Regions from separate parts of the Mus musculus genome. Here region 1 is linked to region 2. A link is a contact called in public promoter capture Hi-C data. All regions are on one chromosome and are shown on one strand. Each heading gives the region's core, a stretch centred on a gene start, on an enhancer-like site or on the middle of the called end of the contact. The rest is flanking DNA. Distances are from core to core; before and after follow the strand shown.

Region 1 (3,420 bases), core at 151-2,650, 330 kb before region 2:
AATGTGGAGATCTTGTGCACTTGTTCTTGTACTGACAGCGAGCTGAGGGACACATGGCAGGGTTGGGTGTGGAGTGAGTCCCTATGCTGCTCATGTGGCCTGGCTTGGCTGGTGGCACCCAAGTGAGCCTGTGTCCACAGTTGGCAAGCCTGGCCTGCTTCTCACCAGCCTGTCCTCCTTGTTCTCTAGTGAGATTGTTAGGAGGGTCTGCTGGTTTCCTTAGGGGCTGCTCTAGGCAAGTTCTTCCCTGAGTCTTTGTATTCTTGGGGTTTTGGTTTGAATGTTGAAGATGACTGATTTTTAGAAGTGCCCCCTCATGCCCCCTCTCTCTTTAAAAAAAAAAAACAACAAAACTTTTACAAGCAGTTTTAAGGCACAGAGATTCAGGTCCTGATTTTCTTCCTTTGCCCGTGTCTGTCCCCAGTGCTACAGATAGGTCCTGGTTTGAACACTTGTGAACAAATGCAGGTGTGGAGGGTAGGAGGAGTTGCTTGTCATTGGCTGGCAGGACCCATAGGGCCCATTTGGTAGCTGTCCCTATTATCAGCTCTCCAGGACAGGTGGGTAGGGAAGGGTGCTCTCTGAAGCTCCTTGCTCTCTGGCTCGGTGGAATGCCCTCCTTGACCAGAATGTCCATTGCCTCCCAAAGGACAGCAGTGTCTCCTGAGCTTGTTATAACCTCACGACAAGCCTTTCTGGAGGCTTAGTGTCCATCCTGCGTGGTTGCATCTACTTTCAACCTGACTAGACTTCTTAGGTCCAAGACTCAGGTCCTCCTGCCCTGGGATTGGAGATTTCCTGTTTCCTCATGTGTGAGCATTTGTTTCAAGGCTGTACAAGCTCAGCCCTTCCAAACTAACTAGCTAGCTAGCTAACTAGCATATGTGTGTGTGTATGTGTGTGTGTGTGTGTGTGTGTGTGTGTGTGTGTGTGTGATCATTACCAGGAATATACATTTCACATGTGTGTAAGGGATACAGGGCTTTATACTCTCAGGGAGCTGAGGAAAGGTGGGGTCATAACCTGTCTGGCCTGGAAGCTTCTGTCTGATTTGCATTGCCCTGAAATTGATGGGGACAATGAGGTAATCACAGGGACTCCCTCTCCCCAATGAAAACTGAGCCAGTCCTTCTGGATGTCACAACATGGGCGCCATCCCCTGGGCGTCTGTTTCCCATCAGTGTGCCCAGGCCCCGGAGGCTGCTGGGACACCTTCACATTTAACCTTCCCGGCATGAAGCCAGCTGTGGGGCTGCAGGGCCACTGGATAATGAACCTGGGCTTGGAGGAGGGGCTGCCACTAGCCTGCCAAAGGCTGGGAGGGACTTGGCAGAGGTCTAAATGAGCTGTTTACAGTGACCTGAGAAACACCAGATTTTTCAAAACCAGACCCTATTAGTCAACCCAGAGTGGTCGTGCTCAGCCTCTGCCCCTGGAAGGGGAAGGCTGGCCAGGCCCCATCCATCTAGCCCCTTGGCTGCCGTTCATAGTCCCTCTCAAGTCACAATTACCTTGGGAGACTGTGGCGGTTCAGTTGATTAGCACGGTGAATTAAAAGAATGAGCCACAAATGACATGTCCAGCTCTTCCATAGGAGTTCTCTGTATTCCCAGCGAGCCTCACCCCTGCTGTAAGAAGGTCAGAAATTAGAGAGAGAGAACAATTTCCAAGCGGCTAGCACTTAGAAGCAGAATTAACAGTCACTGTGTATGTAATTGCCAGTTAATAGTAAATTGCCTTTAGACTGTAAAATGCAATATAAACTGGTGGGCACCTAAAATTAAATTAATGAGATATTTGCTGCATTTAAAAGTGAATAGTTCAAATTAATAACCAAGTGCAATGCTTGTTTTAATATTTGTCTAATAGCATACCATTGACTTGTTTAATAATAATTAAACAGTCCCGCAGTTGCCTACCTGAGGAACTTACCATATAGGCAAAATCGAGCAGCTTTTGCTCTCATATTTTTACTGCTACAAACACATTGCATTGTTAAGAGTAATAAAAGAAATTATTTTTTAATTAGAATAGAAACGTTATGGCATTACCTGATTAAGTTGGGTTGGAATTTGTAAGCTTCTAATTGAGATTATGTTCTCATGAAAACGCCTTTTGCAGGCCTGTTCTCAAGTATGAAGTGTATTGGGTGGGGGGAGGGAAGGATGGAGAGAGGGGGAGAGGGAGGGGGGCTTACAATGGACATTTGGCAAAATGTTTCCTGATTAGCAAAGGAGCAGAGGCTGCTGCTGTGGCCTGGGTTTAAGCCTAGTTCACGAGACACCAGGAATGGCATTTGGGGGCTTTTTTGGCTGACCTCCTGCCCTGAAGTTTGATTGACCCACCCTCATTTTAGAGAATTCTTTTTTGCTCAATTAAAGAAATTATCACAAATTACCGGGAGTCAACATGTCGCCAGTAACAGACTGAGCCCAGTCACTCAACAAGATGCTGGCAGGCAGCATAGGCCCATCTAAAGTGGACACACGGTGGATATCTGGAAGGGCCCCAGGTCTGTGATGCGTTCATTGGATGGGGATCTTTTCATACAGACATGTGTGCATTTGATGTCAGGCTTGGGAGACCATCCCTCAGTCAGTAATTGCAAGCAGTTTCTGTTCTCTCTGATAGTGTTTAGGTTTGTCTTTTTAGAAAGAGGTTGTACTGTGTTTTAAAACTGGCTTCATATTGAGGGGTGCCAGCTCCACCCTGGCTTCACGTTGAGGGGTGCCAGCTCCATCCTGCACCTGTCAGGAGACAGTTTCACTCTTGTTGAGTCTCCTGGCTGGCTTCCACCTTCCATGTCATTTCTCCTTACCTGGGAAAACCCTTGTGTTTCTGGCACGTGGAAAGGTTGCTTGTGAATATTTAGACATGGTTCTGTCCACACTATGGATTTCAAACACCCTTCACCACAGCCGGACAGCTCCAGTTTCCTCTCTCCCTGGCCTGTGGTCCTCCCAACCAATCATTTGTATCCGCAGAACAAATGATTCTAAATTGCCGCCCACGATCCGTGCCGTTTGCATTCTGCTAAACCGAATGTTAAACACAAACCACCCAATTATTTCAGCCCTACACTCCAAGCCACTGCTGTGCACAATCCAGGAACACATCCTATCCTACTGGCTGCAAGAATGTGGGGCTTTTGACCCAGAGTCATGAGAGATTCCACCTCCCCTGCCAAAGTCAACCAGACACCCGACTTCCCTTTCCTGTCTCCAGTGGGTGTGCCTGTGGCCATACCTGTCACCCATGATGGTGGTCCCTGTTGGGTGTTTCAGAATGTCTGTATCCTCATCACACCCAGCCATCTCCTGGTAATGGATGCCCCTGGATACATTGACCCTTATGTCAAATTACTGGTCTTAAAGGTTAGCATGGGGCTCCACTGTCAGCTCAGGCCATCTTTAGGCTCTC
Region 2 (3,105 bases), core at 598-3,097:
ATATTATATATAATATATATGTGTATATATAGTCAACTTGACACACGCTCAAAAAATATATATACATATATGTATATGTATATATATAGTCAACTTGACACACGCTCAGGTCACCTAGGAAGAGGGAACTTCAACTAAGAAAACGCCTCCATCAGACTGGCCTGAGAGCAAATCTCTGCTGTATTTTCTTCACTTATGACTGCTGTGGACAGACCCAGCTCACTATGGGTGCCTGGGCACACAGTCCGGGGGTGTGTAAGAAATCAGGCTGAGTAAGTCACGAGGAGCAAGCCAATAAACAGCATTCCTCCATAGTCTTTGCTTCAGTCCCTGCCTCCAGGTTCCTTCCCTTCTTGACTTCCGGCCCTGCCTTCCCGTCATGGGGAACCGTTATCAGGATATGTAAACCAAATAAGCCCTCCCCTCCCCAAGACTCCTTAGTCATGGTGTTCTGAGGAAGCCATAGAAAACTAAGCCAAGGACACTCCGCACACTGGCAGGCCCAGTGAGGGAGTAGAGACAGGCTCAGATGGGGCCCACTGATCTAGAACAGGACCCAAAGATCGGTGCCTTTTGCTCTCCACAGAAAGAAGTTGCTGTACAAGACACAGCCACCTTACCACAACACCTGAGACTCTGCTTCTTAAACCATGGTAACAGCAGAAACTTCTTCAAAGACATACCACATATTAGTCAAACTCTTATTATGACAGATTTTTCCCTCTAATTGAAAAAAAAATTACTCCCATAGATCCTTGTGGCCTGGCTCCTCTAGACCTCAGACAGTACCAAACTATGTCAATACCCAGAGTGGCCCAGAGTGGGTGGAGCCTCAGGCAGGGCATTTGTGCAGACCATTCTGTCCAGCCACTCTCAGGCTCTAGGTCCTGTCAAATGCTCAGATGACATGCCTAAGCTTACAGGACACTGACCACAGGCCAGGCTTCTCACATCCCCCACACCCAGCACCCTACGACAAGTGCTGCAGATACTGAGAGACACATGAAGTTAAAATCATCTGGGATCACCTGTCAGGGAAGTGAAATGAAGAGCAGGTCTGTCTACAGAGACTCTGCAGGTTGTAGAATACCCTTTCCACAAGCTCCTGTCTGTGTCTGAGGAGGGTCCAGCCAAACGTGTGCACGCACACGTACACTCAAACCTTACTTCTCTGAACTCACAATCAGGGTCTGGATGAGGCAGCTCAGAATAAAATGTACAGAACAAAAACCTAGACCCACTGGGCGCGGAGCGAATGTACTGTTTGTTTACTCTCTGAGGTTTTAACCAGGTGTGCCTAGCACCAGCCATGATGTTGCAGGACCCCGGGGCCTGGTTATTTTCTCCTACTCTCAAGAAAGAAGGAGCTATGAGAAGTATGGGCCTACTACAAGCAGATCTGAGCTACAAGCTGAGGAGCTTCTGGAAGCTTCCTGAAAGAAAGGTGAAGCGGGATCCCCACCCCCTGGTCACCAGTGAAGGGAAAGAGTATGGCCAGGGGACCTGCATGGATCCAGCAGAGACTTGAGAAGTGTTGGGCATCTGGAGGTGTGGCAGGAGACATGCCCAGTCACCAGGCAGACTTGCCCACGAACCCCGGGGCCAAGGGAAGTAGGGCAGCCTGTACAGAAGGGGCTGAGGTCCTAGAGAAAGGAAGGAGTCCTTAGGACAACTCAGAGCCACGACTGTCTCCCTGGACTTCGGCTCTCTCCAGAGAGGGCCCCACACAGTGCCCCAAAACTCACCAGCTTGCAAACTGCAGACAGCAACGGGGAACGGTACACAAGTTTTAGGTGCCTGAGCACCAAGATCTGGCACTGAGAAATACGGGCCGCAGGCGCGTGCACGGGGTGGGGGCGGGGCCTAGCACGGGGCAGGGCCTGGTGGGCGGGGGCGGAGTCAGGGTGCAGTTGATTACTGAGCTGTGGGCTTGTAGTCCGAGGGTGTAAAGCGGGCCTGGTACGCGGGGCGTGGCTCTGGGAGCTGCCGGAAAAGGGGCGGGGAGTGTAAGCACGCCCAGTGTGTGACGCAAGGGTGCCGCTCTGTGCTTCCTCCCTGGGTGCGTGTTCCTAGAGCAGGCCTCTTCTTCCAGACCTGAAACTGGTTCTTTGCCCATCCTAGACATCAGGCCGCATCATCCCACCGGAGCTGAGCTGCACCTTCTCACCTCGACCTCACCACCCCAAGTCCCAGTTTACCCGCTGAGACATAGTCACTATTTGCCAACAGCGCGCACCCAAAGGGTGGTGGAAGAGTTAAGCCCACTAGGAATCCAGTCACTGCCCAGCTGGGCCAGGGCTTTCTTTCAGGATCTTCTTGGCACTTGGAATTGGAATGGCTCAGTAGTGGTTCAGCTAGTGTGAGTATCCAGCATCTGGTGTGAGATGACAGGATTTAAATGTTGTCCACCAAGAAAGCCTTGTTGGAATTCTCCCTCTGTACCTCATAATGGCCTTATTTGGAAAAACACGGAGGTGACACTTGAAGATGATGTCACTAGTTAGGAGAGTCCTAATCTGATATTACTGCTGTCCCTGTGAACAGAAAACTAGAAGCCAGATACACCTGTGTACCAGATGCTGTGCAGGAGGTGAGAACTACCAGCCTCCTGGACTATAAACAAATTTTCATTCTTTCAAGCCACCCACTTTGTGGTACTTGATTGGCGCCCCATGGTATCTGACTTGATTGACATAAAATCCTTAGGGAATGTTATCGTCCTAAAGCTTCAGAGAGACGTGTTGTTAACTTCAGGGTCCCATCCCAGGTGCACATATGCTAAGAACCATGCTGTGGTTTTGTTTGTTGAGACCTTCATCTTCCCAGTGTGCAGCTCTCCTGCCTGGATTTGGTCCTTACTAGTACCCTGGTTCAGTGACCTGGAGGAGCCAACATTTTACCTACCACCTTTAGAAGCGTTGCTCAAAGGTTTGTTGTATGAGGAGCCCCAGTGACTCACAGAGGCCACCATTCACCCTTTGAAGCCGCCCCTCCTCACCTCCACTGTCACCTCCTCCAGACATGCTAAGAATAACTGCTGATAGAAGATAAACGAGACTCCTAGATACATGGGATGATCAAATCAAGTCTCAGAGTCCTTCTGTG

The links. Promoter capture Hi-C pulls out the DNA fragments that hold promoters and counts their contacts.
Region 1: a contact with region 2 is called in a promoter capture Hi-C map of neural stem cells. The contact joins the enhancer-like site here to the promoter of Mgmt in region 2. A contact is called at or near these places in 4 of 39 promoter capture datasets (3T3-L1-derived adipocytes, HPC-7-derived erythroid cells, neural stem cells and 1 more) and 2 of 115 datasets of contacts at active chromatin or transcription factors (both in embryonic stem cells).

The regions. Positions count from the first base shown.
Region 1 is chr7:137,219,706-137,223,125 of GRCm38.p6, reverse strand. The region is part of intron 10 of Ebf3 (early B cell factor 3); the gene reads left to right. Among named protein-coding and RNA genes, the nearest start is that of Gm10578, 13 kb to the left of the region's middle. Within about 2 kb of position 1,400, at least 30 of the 459 cell types and tissues checked have an H3K27ac peak or open chromatin away from gene starts, as enhancers often do. A contact at or near this core is called in neural stem cells, where this site is marked.
Region 2 is chr7:136,893,328-136,896,432 of GRCm38.p6, reverse strand. It overlaps Mgmt (O-6-methylguanine-DNA methyltransferase), which reads right to left and starts at 1,847. Exons shown (of 5, transcript NM_008598.3): 1 at 1,746-1,847.